2 separate regions of the Anas platyrhynchos genome follow, and region 2 is linked to region 1. The links are chromatin contacts, called in public Hi-C maps. All regions are on one chromosome and are shown on one strand. Each heading gives the region's core, a stretch centred on a gene start, on an enhancer-like site or on the middle of the called end of the contact. The rest is flanking DNA. Distances are from core to core; before and after follow the strand shown.

The links. Hi-C and Micro-C count contacts between places; a contact is called where the count stands out from the background.
Region 2: a contact with region 1 is called in a Hi-C map of subcutaneous adipose tissue, with 3 times the contacts expected there. The contact joins the enhancer-like site here to the promoter of EGLN1 in region 1. A contact is called at or near these places in 3 of 8 Hi-C or Micro-C datasets (liver, skeletal muscle and subcutaneous adipose tissue).

Annotation. Positions count from the first base shown.
Region 1 is chr3:44,294,042-44,301,346 of IASCAAS_PekinDuck_T2T, forward strand. EGLN1 (egl-9 family hypoxia inducible factor 1) reads left to right here and starts at 4,986. Exons shown (of 5, transcript XM_005024325.6): 1 at 4,986-6,187. The coding sequence starts at 5,243. LOC119716518 (a long non-coding RNA gene) reads right to left here and starts at 4,658. Exons shown (of 2, transcript XR_011808285.1): 1 at 1,779-4,658; 2 at 146-697.
Region 2 is chr3:44,333,137-44,339,977 of IASCAAS_PekinDuck_T2T, forward strand. No RefSeq gene overlaps it. Among named protein-coding and RNA genes, the nearest start is that of SPRTN, 15 kb to the right of the region's middle. Within about 2 kb of position 4,460, at least 4 of the 8 cell types and tissues checked have an H3K27ac peak or open chromatin away from gene starts, as enhancers often do. A contact at or near this core is called in subcutaneous adipose tissue, where this site is marked.

The DNA of each region.
Region 1 (7,305 bases), core at 3,736-6,235:
TCTCAGAGCAGCAAGTGTCCTAAGCTTTTTCTTGGAATCTCTCTTGCTAGTACAACTGCCTTCACAAGAAAAAGACATCGAGGATATCAAAAATTGTGCTAGCCAGCTGGAGAAAGGGAAAAGAAACTGCATCTCCACCCAGAGATAAAATGTCCAGTCCTTTAATAAAACACATCTTTGTAGCTCCAGGGACAGTTCTTGAGGTCCTCTGTTGTGCTCTGGATAATAGTTTCTAGGCAATCTGGAGAAAAATATGGAGACTGTAATAGCAGGATATATCGTAACCCACGAGCTGAGGCTCCCTGGGTCTCCCCAGGTGCACAAAGCCAACTGCCCTTCTTGCCCACACCCCAGGGCGTCCCTGTTCCCTTTTCCAAGTACAAGGCAAGGCACTGGCAGAAGAGAGAACTACGTGCCTGGCAGCTGGAAGAGGAGGAAAGAGAAAATATGATGTGCAATAAATCAGGTACACACACAAAATAAGCAGGGCAGGCCGCCACACCATCCAAATGCTGCTCTGCATTGTTTCCACCGTGATGATCTTTCAGCATGTCACGATGCTGAGCCGTGATGACACGGGGCCAGGAAGCACAGATCAGCTGCACAGTAAAAAGGTCATGTAATGGCTGTGGCCCTCTGAAACACCGAAGAGACTTTCTTTACCTCCGAGCCCCTTGTTCCGAGCTAGAAGACGTGTCTGTGTCAAAATAGAGAACAACTTGTGGAGCAGTTAAGATAAATATGACCTACATGAGCTCTGTTTTCAAAACAGCTTATCGCTGTATCAGAGCCTAGATTTCAAATAGCGTTTAAAAAATGTTCTTTAGAAGTAACTTTCTGTCCATAACAGGGCTTTAAGCACCCCGAGGGCCTGCTGGCTTGCTTAAGTTAGAGGCCAAAAATGTACATAATTGTCAATCTTTAGCAAGACAGGGAGTTCTTTTCTAACCAGAGCCAGAAATACTCCCTCTGGAGAAACCTCACAAACAATGTGGAAAAAGCTTTTGAACTTCTCATGGTACAAATTTTAAAATGAAGACAAGACTGGAATAAGTCGGTCTTGAGCTTTTCCTGAGCTCTGCTGCATTGCCGTAGCTTTACAGAAATAGATGTCTCGTAGCAGCATCTCCAGAAGAAAAAAAAAGAGAGAAAAGAACATTGTCTTATACTGTAACTCACTACTGTAACTCTCTTTTATTTAAATATGAATACAATTATTAAAGCAGTCAACCGTCTTAATCTGCATAAATCTCTCTTGATCAACCCCAACTGTATTTTTGGTGTAATAAACAGGCTACATTCCCAGAGAAGCAAATGCATATCATTTCAGACAGATTCAGGGACAGCAAAAACAATTTCGGCTGAAGAGCCTGGAGGAATCCCGCAGCATTAAACACTGAGCTATTCAAGTTTACACAAAGTAATTGAGAATACTTCTCCTTATAATTTAGCCCAACCCTTATAATCTCAGATTATAATGAAAGGTGTTTTTTTTTTCCTTTCAACATTACAACATTATGATATTCAGTGATAAACAACCAAATTATTTCATTAATTTCAGAAAAAAAAAAAAAAATTGAGGGAGACTCTGCGATGGTGTCAACAAGCAAAAGGCAGGGTGCAACGTGGCCCAGAGTACTGAGGATTAATCCCAGGGCTGTGAGCCCGACCTTGTGTTGTCCTAGGGGCCGTGTGCCACCTTACACGGTGCTGAGCAGCGTGTGTACGGTGCAGGACAGTGCAGGAGCACCTGGTACTCCGCGTGTAGGGGACAGTACCTGCAAGAGCAGAGCATCAAGCCCTCGGTGTATCAGAGCCTGGGCTGGCCACAGAGCACCTTGACGTGTCCCAGCTGTCACAGAAGGAAACCAGGTGTGCTCTTCTGCAGGGGTCAGAGCCAGGCAGCACCCTACGTGCTCCGCATCAGCATGACTGGATGAACCCTTCCCGGCTCTGCAGAAACGGGGGCAATGTTTGAGAGGTGAATAAACCACGCTAACCCTTTGAGTGCCTCGGAAAAAGAGCGTGCGTTCAGCAGAGGAGCACCTGCATGGCCTCGTGGATGTTCTTTGTACAGCGTGTCCTGATTAGAAAGGAAGCGAGCTTAGCGGAGAATCCAACTGAGACAAACAGTTCTCTGGTTTTATTTGGAAAAGCTGCAAACCTGTTACAGTTCACTTGCTAGTATGAAAGCTAGCTTGAAAAATGCCACTGCCGAGATCAATGAATAATGGCTTACGTGGAATAAGGGCAGCCAGGCTGAAGAACACAGTGGAGTGGTCTGGGGGGGGGAAAGAGCAAATGCTATAGGTCCACCAGTCCTAAATACAAACTGTGACACCGTCACAGCAAAACTATCTGAAAATGGGATGTATTTTACTTTATTTCTAAGCTGCTTTTGTTCTGTGAATCCAATGCCTGTAATCTTGCTGTTTTGCATTCCCCCCTTCCCCTGGGCTTCAAAGATTCTTTTGGTTGCTTGTACAATCTTACCACTGCAGTACTCCAACTATATAAAGCACATGTAAGGATAGATAAATGCACCTATTATTACTACTTCACGAAAACAGGAAAGTTATTCATTGACCAGCCTATTTTTTTTAGGCATTTCTAATAAACACATCAGATCTGTATCTAAGTGGTGATAAAAAAAAAAAAAAAAAAAAAAACCTCTGACCTTGCATTAAGTTTATCCCACATCCTCCTCCTCATGACTGGTACAACTTTAGAGACTTTTTATCTGCATTCTCTGTGAATCGATCATGTCTCATCACTGCCCAGTAACCCTTCAAGCTCATTTCCAGCACCCACTGGCACACACAAGAAATTAGCTCTCTTGGAAACGCCAAGCTAGGGAGCCAGTGGAGAGCAACTCGCAGGAAAGAGAGGAGGCAGTACCCTCCCCCTCCGTTTTGGCAACCATCGTGTTGGTCATTTTGCTTTGTATACTGTATGTTCCTTTCTGTCATGCTCTGCCCTTATGCTGTCTTTTAAGGAACAAGCTCTCTGGCAATGAATAGAGTCTTTATATGCTTGGAAAACATTTCTAGCACGTTGTAGACACAATTGTGATATAAATAGTCATTGTTTTCAGAATTTCCCTACCACCGCTCTTTTCTTCAGTTTTGTCACTGGAGCACAACCTCTATGGAATTGTTTTGTGCCCCTGGTGAAGTGCTATAACCATAAAATATGGCAAATATTTTGTGTATTTGAAAATGGATTTTGTTGATCTTGTTTTGTTTTTTTCTGTTGACCACGCTGGGAACACAGTAGTACATCAAGACAGCCTGAAGTAGTTCAGCACATTAGTAACCGTAAAAATTAAGACCAAGACCTTTAATTGCATCCCAAAAGACATGTGGGAAAGAGGGAAAGAACAAAGGAGTTTTTAAGTCAAATTTGCCCACGAATTAATAACTATCATTTGGTTTTAGCCAGACACCATATTCGTACCTTGGTCCTTTTCTTATTTGTTTCATGGTTGGACTACCGGGCTCTGAGCCTGTGACTTTCATCTCCATTATGTTTGCCAAAGGAGTACACAACAAACACAAAAGGTCTTTAACTCTTCAGTTTCTCCCTGGCATTGTTTGCATTTCTGAAGTTTTTGAAAATAACAGGCTTGACTCTTTCACCATTTAGCCTGGTTTAACGATGCTCTATGTCCAAAGAATTCAGCCGTATTAATCTCAGCTTAAAGCACGCTAGAGGAATGCCTAGTATTTCTGACCTACCTCATATTGCTGTAGTCAGTGAACAACTGCCATTAAACCTAGATTAAAATTCTGTCCCCTTTATGCTCTGGACTTAAAATGTGGTTTTAAACTACTTCCTTCTGCCTCTACCATTATACTGTCCTCCCTTTAAGAGCCATGAACACAGAAATTACTAACCTGTGACTCTGTTTTCAGTTCCCAGCTTTTCCAGTTCTTTCAGCTTTTCTTTATTTTAAATTCAGCCTTGGCACTTGCTGATAGCATTCAGGAGATTTCATGGCCATGACACGACCTTGTCCTCTCAGTCCTCCTTTTGCCTTCCTCATAATTCACCCTGTTTTTCCTTCCCTTTTTCTGTGTGTGTATCACAGGCATTTGCAGCCTTGGCACACTTTGCTTCTGCTTTGACATCCTTCACGTAGCACACGCAGTGTCCAACGCCCCTCTAAGGCCTACTGATACGTCAGCTCATTTTAAACCTGGTTCTCTATAGAGAGACGGTGAGAACGAGCCTTATCGATAGCGTGAATGTAGCCATCTTACAGGACTGTATTACAGTCTTAGGCCTCACGACAGCCTGTGAGGAGGGAAAGTGTTGGTATTTCTGTTTGAGAGGTGAAGAAGAATGGATTTGTCCTAAGTCACATGAAAGCCTGTGGCAACGTAGAGGTAGAAAGCCCAAGCCACTCATCTTGGGTTACCAACCAGACGGCTAACCTCACCTTTCTCCCTCCGAATCTAGATATTGCTCATTTCTTTGACTCTTTTTGGATTTTAGGATGGATTTCTGACCAGAAAGGCGGTGTGCACCAGCTGAGGGCTGCTGCCTCTCCCCCCGGCAAACCCATGGAAGGAGCGCGCCTGGGCTGCTCACCGGCTGCCTCTGAGGGGCACCACGGCCACCCCAGCCGCCCAGGAGGCGTCGTGGCGGGCACCAGGCGGGGACACTTTGGGGCAGAGATCAGCGACAACCCCCTCCCGTCCTAAATCCCCCCTCCTCAGAGCCGGGCTCCCCCGCCCTGCCCGGCTCCGCCCGCCCGGCCGCCGCGGCCCCGCCCGCCTGACGCGCCCGCGGCGCTGTGGGGCTGGAAGTGGCGTACGTGCGGAGCGGGCCGCGAGTGTGGCGCCTCCTCCTCGCCCCGACACAGCGCCGGGCGGCCGGAGAAGGAGGAGGAGGGAGGAGAAGGAGGAGGAGGAGGAGGAGGCGGCAGCCGGCGGGCAGCGAGCGGCGCCCCCCGCCCCGCACCGCGCCACCCGCCCGGCCGGCGATGAGGCGGCGCTAGCGGCGATCGCGCCGCACGGGAGGGAGGAGGAGGAGGAGGAGGCAGGCGCCGGGGGGGGCCCCCGCGGCAGCCCCGCGCCTCGGCCGCCCCGAAGGAGGCCGCGGGCCGGCGGGGGCCGCGGCGGCGCCGGGCGGCCATGATGCAGTGAGCGCTGCCTCCCCGCGCGGCCGGCCGGGGGCCCGCCTTAGCGCCGCGGCCGCCCGCCTCCTTACATAACCCCGAGCAGCGCAGCGCAGCGCCATGGCGAATGACAGCGGCGGCGGGGCCGGACAGGGCGGCGGCGGCGGCGGCGGAGGTGGCGGCGGCGGCGGCGGCGAGAGCAGCAGCGGGAGCAGCAGCAGCAGCAGCAGCAGCAGCAGCAGCGAGAGGGACCGGCAGTACTGCGAGCTGTGCGGGAAGATGGAGAACCTGCTGCGCTGCGGGCGCTGCCGCAGCTCCTTCTACTGCAGCAAGGAGCACCAGCGCCAGGACTGGAAGAAGCACAAGCTCATCTGCCGCGGCGGGGGCACGGCGGCGGCGGCGGCGGCAGCGGCAGCCGCAGCAGGGGGCGCTGCCGAGCCCCGCGCGGGGCTCCCCCCGCCGCAGCGGGCTCACGGCGCGGGGGGCGGCGGCCGCCCGGGGGGGGCGGCGGCGGCGGCGGCCCCCGGCAGCGAGGCTCCCGGCGAGGCCGCCCCGCTCAGCCACAACCACGTCGGCGGGGCCGCCGCTGCCGCCGGGGGGGAGGCGGAGGCGGCGTCGGCGGTGCCGGGCGGGGAGGCGGTGCTGCTGTACCGGGACAAGTCGAACCTGTACCCGGGCGGCGGGCAGGCGGGGCCCGGCGGGGCCGCGCTGCGCCCCAACGGGCAGACCAAGTCGCTGGTGCCGCAGCGGCTGGCGCTGGAGTACATCGTGCCCTGCATGAACAAGCACGGCATCTGCGTGGTGGACGACTTCCTGGGCAAGGAGCTGGGCGGGCGGGTGGCCCAGGAGGTGCGGGCGCTGCACCACACCGGCCGCTTCACCGACGGGCAGCTGGTGAGCCAGAAGAGCGACTCGTCCAAGGACATCCGCGGCGACAAGATCACCTGGGTGGAGGGCAAGGAGCCGGGCTGCCAGACCATCCGCCTGCTGATGAACAGCATGGACGATCTGATCCGCCACTGCAACGGCAAGCTGGGCAACTACCACATCAACGGCAGGACGAAAGTGAGTGGGGCGCGGGGGGCAGGGGGCCTCCCCCTGAACTGTGGGGTTGGAAAATAACACAAATAACAACACAAATAACACAAACCCGAAAGCAGCAAACCCGCAGAGTCCCGAAAACGCGGCCCAGGCGGTGCTGGAGCTGCGCTGGGTGTTCCCAAGATCTTCGCACGCTTTTCGTGTTATTTCATTTTATTATGTTTTTTTCCTGCCCAAATCATTTTTTTTCTCTCTGTCGCCGTGTCTTGAGGCTTTCACCGAAAGCCAGTCAAGCTCGCCCATTGTGCCGGGCTGATTTGCAATTCTCCCCGAGCCCTTGAAAATGAAATTCACACCCCGGGTAGAAAGGCCCGGCGATGAATATTCATCAGGAGCTTTTCACTTTTTTAAAAAAGGGGACGGGGAAAGGGAGGGGGGGGGAGAGAGAAGCCCTGCACGCTTTGCTGCTGCCCCCGGTGCAGCAGAAGGGAGGCAGTGAGCTGCCCAGCGCCGGGGCCAGCCACAGGCAGGCTGTTGTTGCTGCAGCTGCAGGACCTCAGCTGCTGGGGAGAGCCTGGCAGGGAGGAGAGAAGGAACAGCCCCGGGTTTGTGCTGGGTGCGCTAAATCCCAGCTCCTCCGATACAGAAAGTGGGTGGGAATTTCCTTTTTCTTGTGCTTTTTTTTTTTTTTTTCTTCCTTTTTGAAACGAGGTCTTTGTGTACCTCTGGTTGAACCGGTACTGTGCTAAAGCTCTCAGCAGGGACGTGGTCTGGATTTCCCCCCCACACCCCCGTTAGCTTGGATTTTTTTAAGCCAATCTATCTTGCAGACGGCTCTAAATCTCTTTAAGGCCCCAGCGCTTGAAACTTGCGCTCTAAAAATATCTGTGGCTTTACTGGGTTTCAGTTTTGTGCAGGAAAGAGGAATACAGCTTCTGTTTCCATCTGCAGCGGTATGCTTCTGTAAATGATACGTGCCAGGGCTTTACAAAAGGGCTTTTGGCATTGTAATGCCGGATCACGCGTGTGATTCCTGAGCTGCTGCATCTTGCCTTTCTCAGTGGTGACTGATGCTTTTGCTAATTGTCAAAGAATGTCTGTGGATGGGGATGAATCCCTCCGTACAGACAGCTTGACGTTTT
Region 2 (6,841 bases), core at 3,210-5,709, 39 kb after region 1:
TTTTGTGCTTTACATCAGAGCTGGTTTTACTCTAGAGGAAGGTCTGTTTCTTTTTGAACTGTCCTAATTACGTGGGTGTGGTGATCATTTGTCATGTGATGGACTTTCTCCATCAAAAACAGCATCAGGTTTTGACTGGCTGGAGTAATGACCTGCACAGAGGCAATTCTTGGTTTTCACCACTTTCTGATGTGTGCAAGAGGTACGAAATGAAAGTACCCTTCAGATAGGCTTTAGTAAGGTTTAATCAGGTTTACGTGGCTCCTAGTGAATAGTGAGCCCTCTGAGGATGGCTGGAGAGCAGCAGTGTGCAGAAGGCAGCCCATACAGGATGCCACACCATTTCCCTACAGTTTTCCATTGAGTCTCAAAGGGCTGTCAGATAATCAAGGAAGCATCTGAGTGGAGTGCCATTGCTCCAGCTCCTGTAAAGCACTCCTACGTGCCCTTGTTTGTCTTTGCAGGCCCAGGAAGAGCTGCCTGGATCTCTGGGTGAGTCTGCCAGCTGTAGTGCACCTTTTGGGACGCCAATCGATACCTGCTGGGCTCAGCTCTGCTCTAAGGTGGTGGTTTTTGTCAGAGTGCTAGGCTCATGCCTGAGTGCAGTAGCACTCAGTTGGTCCAGCGTGGATTGAGGCTTTTCCATGCTTCAGTGACATAGCTTAGGTTCTCTTGAAATACTCTCTTCCCCGTCTTTCTCTTATGTTGAACAAGTTACAAGTCTAATAGCACTCACAACCATCCCGTGCAGGCGCGATTTTTAATTACCACATTATTGCGCACAGCGTGCAGGGGGATCAGTTTGCATCGCAAAGTCCAACGCCGCACCAGGGAACGATGAAGTCAGTCTTTTGGCTGTTGCTCTAAAGAAAGCCACTTGCGAATCTGACAGGAAGCTAGCTGACAGCCCGAGCACGGGAGGCAAGTATCGTATGTAAAACATCTGGCTGTGCTGGCCACTCTTAAGGTCAGGAGTGGAAAGACCACATCTCTAAGTCATGCTGATAAGTATAATCAGCCTGGAAAGTACCGCTTTTGTGCCTGCTGAATCCTTTGAAGAAGAGGGGAGATTGCTAAATGACAAAAGCAAACTCAAAATCTGAAAAATCCGGAAGTCTAGCACATGTACTTTGCCTGTAGGCATGCAGATAGCTGCATGGACTTGCAAACGCGTAGTGGGAATTTATGAGTACTCAGCAGCAAAGACTTTGAAGACATTCATGGGACTTGCTGGGATTTGGATCTCATCTGCATCTTTGGGAGGTGGGTACGAATCTGCAGAAACTTTGGGGCTCTGACAATCGGCTTTCATATGAAATAACAATTTAGCCTTTCTTTTTCGTGAATGTGAAGTAAAACTTCAATGCGAATGATTGCTGCAAATGCACTGAAGCCTGTTTGTGCTATTACACTGCTGCAGGAGCTCTGCGAGGTGCCTGCTCAATCAGACCTGTCAGGTGGGAGCAGACAGCAGCTGAGAGAATGGGGTTCGAGGTCCTCTGCCCTACCAGACAAAACCAGTTCCAGAGAATTTGCTCTGTTGGCTTTTGCAACCACTTACTCCGTTCCATCGAGCTTTTCCCCGTAGCTTTGAAGATGACTGAATGTAAGCACATTTATCCATTTCCTAAAAAAAGACAAGAAAGGAAAAAAAAAAAAAAAAAGCCCATAGCTCCCCTCCCCCCCCCCCCCATGGAAGTGGAAGTAAAAAAAGTGGAAGGAGCACATGAGATGCAAATCACCAACCCACTGGGGATAAACTGAAGTCCTTACTTAGCATGACAGGGAGGAAGGAAGAGTTTAATAGAAATAGTAAAGTAGGACAGGAAGAGACTGATGCCTGAGCCCAAAATAAGAGGCACGTGGAGTGGGTGAGAGGAATATGGAACACAACCAAGCACAAATGTTATATTTGGACTGGTAACAGTTTCTGCATTTTTCAGGAAGGATTAATATAACTATCTTGTGAACAACATGGCAATAAATGCTGGAAAAGGTGACCAGGTAGTTTAGTTTATAAGCCAGCATCTTTGTGTGGCTGAAGATTTGAAGGGCACAGCTCTCACCTGGGTGCTGAGGGTTGTAAAATACACAGGTGGGCTGCTCTGGGGCAGAGCCCAAACTGGAAACCCATTTTTGTCTTCAAATTTGGTTGGACACGGGAAACAAAATTTCATCTCAGAATGTGAGATGAAATGAGGTGAGAAAAAATTAAAGAAAAAAAAAAACTCAAAACTAGCATAAATCCTGTGTGTTATAAATATATCTTGTTTGCATTAGTATATGTAAGCAAGCTTTAAAAATAATGAAGTTTTAAAAGTAATAAGGATTACATTGTAGTAGATGTAGATGACATGGTGAAACATAAGGCTAAAAATGTAAGAAAACTAGAATTTTGGACCCTGATTAATTGCTGCTGCAATCTAGAGAAGGTTTTCCATTAAAAAACAAACAAACAAAAACCACTAGTTTTAGAACAAACTAAACACAACCAGCCCCAAACCTGACAAATACAATCTCAACTGTTGGTGACTGCAGTGCCTTGAGTTCCTGGAGCTGAAAGATGTTTCAGAACTGTTTTTGTTTGAGCACTTGGCAGCATCTTCGGACATCAAGGAGTAACCATTTCTCCAAGGAAAATGTGGTTCTGGAAACCACTAACATTTGGTAAAGAGACACATGGCCACGTGTAATAACTGGATCTGTTTTCTGAGATGAGAACCCAGCTGACACTGCTCCTTTCAGCGAAGATGGTGTGCCAACAACAAAACACAAAAAGTTTCAGCTGCCAGCATGGGCATATTTACTTTCCCTTTACTTCCCCTTCCCCAGCCGCAATATAATAATGGGCACACATTCTGCACAGTCACATTCTCCTCAAGAAACTGGCTGCTCTTGGCTTGGACTGGCGCACGCTTCGTTGGGTTAGAAACTGGCTGGATAGCCGGGCCCAGAGAGTTGTGGTAAATGGAGCCAAGTCCAGTTGGAGGCCAGTCACTAGTGGCGTCCCCCAGGGCTCGGTGCTGGGGCCGGTCCTCTTTAACATCTTCATCAATGATCTGGATGAGGGCATTGAGTGCACCCTCAGTAAGTTTGCAGATGACACCAAGCTAGGTGCGTGTGTCGATCTGCTGGAGGGTAGGAAGGCTCTGCAGGAGGATCTGGATAGGCTGCACCGATGGGCTGAGGTCAACTGTATGAAGTTTAACAAGGCCAAGTGCCGGGTCCTGCACCTGGGGCGCAATAACCCCAAGAAGAGCTACAGGCTGGGAGAGGAATGGCTGGAGAGCTGCCAGGCAGAGAAGGACCTGGGAGTGATGGTGGACAGTCGGCTGAATATGAGCCAGCAGTGTGCTCAGGTGGCCAAGAAGGCCAACGGCATCCTGGCTTGTATCAGAAACACTGTGACCAGCAGGGCTAGGGAGGTGATCGTCCCCCTGTACTCGGCTCTGGTGAGGCCGCACCTCGAGTACTGTGTTCAGTTCTGGGCCCCTCGCTACAAGAAGGACATCGAGGTGCTTGAGCGGGTCCAGAGAAGGGCGACGAAGCTGGTGAGGGGCCTGGAGAGCAAGTCCTATGAGGAGCGGCTGAAGGAGCTGGGCTTGTTCAGCCTAGAGAAAAGGAGGCTCAGGGGTGACCTTATCACTCTGTATAAGTATATTAAAGGAGGCTCTAGCGAGATGGGGGTTGGCCTGTTCTCCCATGTGCCTGGTGACAGGACGAGGGGGAATGGGCTAAAGTTGCGCCAGGGGAGTTTTAGGTTAGATGTTAGGAAGAATTTCTTTACTGAAAGGGTTGTTAGACATTGGAACAGGCTGCCCAGGGAGGTGGTTGAGTCACCATCCCTGGAAGTCTTCAAAAGACGTTTAGATGTAGAACTTAGGGATATGGTTTAGTGGGGACTGTTAGTGTTAGGTCAGAGGTTGGACTCGATGATCTTGAGGTCTCTTCCAACCTAGAGATTCTGTGATTCTGTGATTCTGTGATTTTAAAGCACAAGCAAGAACTGTAGTAGTAGCTTAACTCTCTTTGGACCTGAAGTTTTGTTCTATGTAGAACTCTAAAGGGATGTAGGTAACAATTTCTAAACTTCTTACGTTAATTTTTTTTCCTCATGCACTGTGAGAATATATATATTTTTTCTTTTTAAAGCTTTATTTTAAATAGCACGAGTAGGAAGCAACTTTACGTAGCTAAGAGCCACAATTTTGTATGAAATAATCTGCAAGGGAGTGTATTTACAGTAAAAATTAGGCTTCTACAAAACCAAGAGAGCACATAGTGCTCATTTTTTTTTCTGTTTGGCTCTTTTTTTTTTTTCTTTTTTTTTTTTTTTTTGCGTGATAATTTTCACTTATGACTCAGCAAACCTGCCCGCATTAGCTGCTATCTGTAGGGCACGTAGCAGGAATGCAGGAACACGTCGGGAACCTCAGAGCGAGCCGGAGCGAAGCAACAGCGAGCAGCGGGGTCCCCCTAGTGCTGCCACCGGCACGAGTTTGGGCTGGGAGGCTTTTGTTGTTGCAAGCTCTTCTTTAGGTCCTTGTGAGGCTGCTTCACCTTGATGTCACCTGCAGCCTTACATCCACTGCGGCTGGGGATGAAGGAGCAGGGAGCAGAGGAGGCAGTGGTTGCACCTCCAGCACTAACAGGAGGCTTGAAAGTTTGTTCCAGCATCCTTGGGCAAGAGTGCATGGAGAACAGCAGCTCTACCCAGCGTGCCCGGTGCCATTTCTGCCCGTGCACCTGCCTGGGGGGCCCTGCACGCTTTTGGATCCTTGTCTTTGTCCAAGGAGAGCCCTGGTTTCCAGGCGGCGTTGAGTCCCGAAGCATTGTCCCAAGCACTGTCAGCTGACCTGCAGGCGTTTCCACTCTACCCTCATGTGGGCAGTGGATTGAATCATAAAATACTTGGCTGAGGGAAATATTTGAGGTTGCTGGGTGATTCCAGGAGGTCAAGTGGTAGCTAAGCCCTTGAACGAGGAGAACACAAAATGCCTAGAGAAGAGCCCGTGACAAGTCCCAGCCAGGAGCATTGCCTCCGGCTGCTGCTGCTCCCCACGTCCCTGCTGTTGGACACCCAGGAGCCATTTGACATGAAGCTTGGGTAGGGACCGACTCCAGGAGACTGGAAACTGGTGCAGGATCCACAAGCAGAGCGTCTAGCTGCAAATCTGAAAATGACACTTCAACACAGAAACAAGTGCCTGTGCCCACATGTCCCAGCGTGGGCTGGGCTCGACACATCATACAACAACCCAGTGCTGGGGATGCTTGCCCAACAGCAGAGACTTCGGCTCCCTCTGCCCTTTCTGAAGAAGTTAATGCCCATTTCTCTCGGTTTCTGCTCCAGGGTGGGCACAGACTGACCGTGACCCTACAAATGGTTCAGTGCCTGCACTGCTAGCAGTGCAAAGCCTTACTTTTAGTGGGGGAGAGCTCAGCTACAGCAGAGTCCTGAGGGACTTCTGTTGATTCCCTGAGGAAATTCAACATTTCTAGAGCATGTAAAGGAATGAGGAGGAAGTCTGGATTAAGGCCATTGTAGGCATCTTCCTCCAACCTCAGGTGTCCTCGTTGTTTCTGGAGAATGCTGGCATCCAAAATGCCTTGCAAAAAGCTCCAATGCCATTACTTACTACCTGGGACATGTGTCTGCTTTGACAAAACTGCATTTCAAGAAGCAAGTGCCTGCACAAACGTTAGCAGTAAAACCTCTTGGGTGGTGTCCTCTTAACTCTGCGAAATTGCCGGGGAAATGCTGCCAGATAGCTTGAATAGTCTTTTGGGGATTTGCAGGGCCTGAAGGCCCTCCCACTTCCTGCCATCAGATGCTTTTCCTGCCTCCTAAATCTCCTCTAGGTACATTCCAAGTTGGTTACATCTAAGCTTTAATTCACGTCATCTGAAGCACCGATAATCCTGGCTCCCCCTCCACGGCTCACTGAAGAAGCAACAATTAAAAATTTGCCTTTCCAGCCAGGCTGTGAGGAGCAGTGACGCAGCTGCCCACTCCTTTGCCAGGCTTGGCAGGGCACAGCTTCCTTTCACCTTTTTTTCCTGCGTGTCATGCCGTGCCCGGCTCCTCCTGAGGTCTCTGATGCTCAGGCTGGAGTTTTGTCCTTCCTGGATGTGGCCAGGGTGGGGGCGGTGAGGAGAGCTGCCTGTGCTGAACCTTGCAGTCAGAGGAAAAAAGCAGCAAAACAAAAGCAGCAGCTGGAAAAAAGCCGATGGCTGGAGATGGTGTGAGCACTGCTAGGCTGTTCCACTGTGAGGGCAAGATGGATCTCAACTGCATTCAGCTGTGATTTCCGTCCATCCTGAAGTGCTCATGGGGTTGTAAAACAGAATATCAGGACTGTGAAGGTGGGAAGTGGCTACTGGAGAAGGTCTGGTACAGATCCCTACTCCTGAGCAGTCACCCTGACCCAGCTGCTCAGTCAGGGTTTGTCTTCAAGGAGGGAGACTCCAACACCTCTGGGCAAACTCAGAATCAGAATCATTAAGGTTGGAAAAGCCCTACAAGATCACAAGATCCAACCACCCCCCTACAGGGACGATCACCTCCCTGGTCCTGCTGGCTACACCATTCCTGATACAAGGAATGTTCCTCTGCAGGTGTGTTCTCTACACCCCTCACACAGCAGCCCTCACTTGGCCCACTGCCTCCCACGTGGCTGCTGCCCCAAGCCCCTTGGTACCAAAAGGACGGACGCAGGTTCTGTAGGGATGATCTTTATTGAGCTGGGAGAAGTGGTCTGCTACCAACAGAAATTTTCCGGAGTCTCCCAGCCAGCTCTGCTGCACACGCATGCTCCTGCTGTCCTCTGTGGAGCAACAA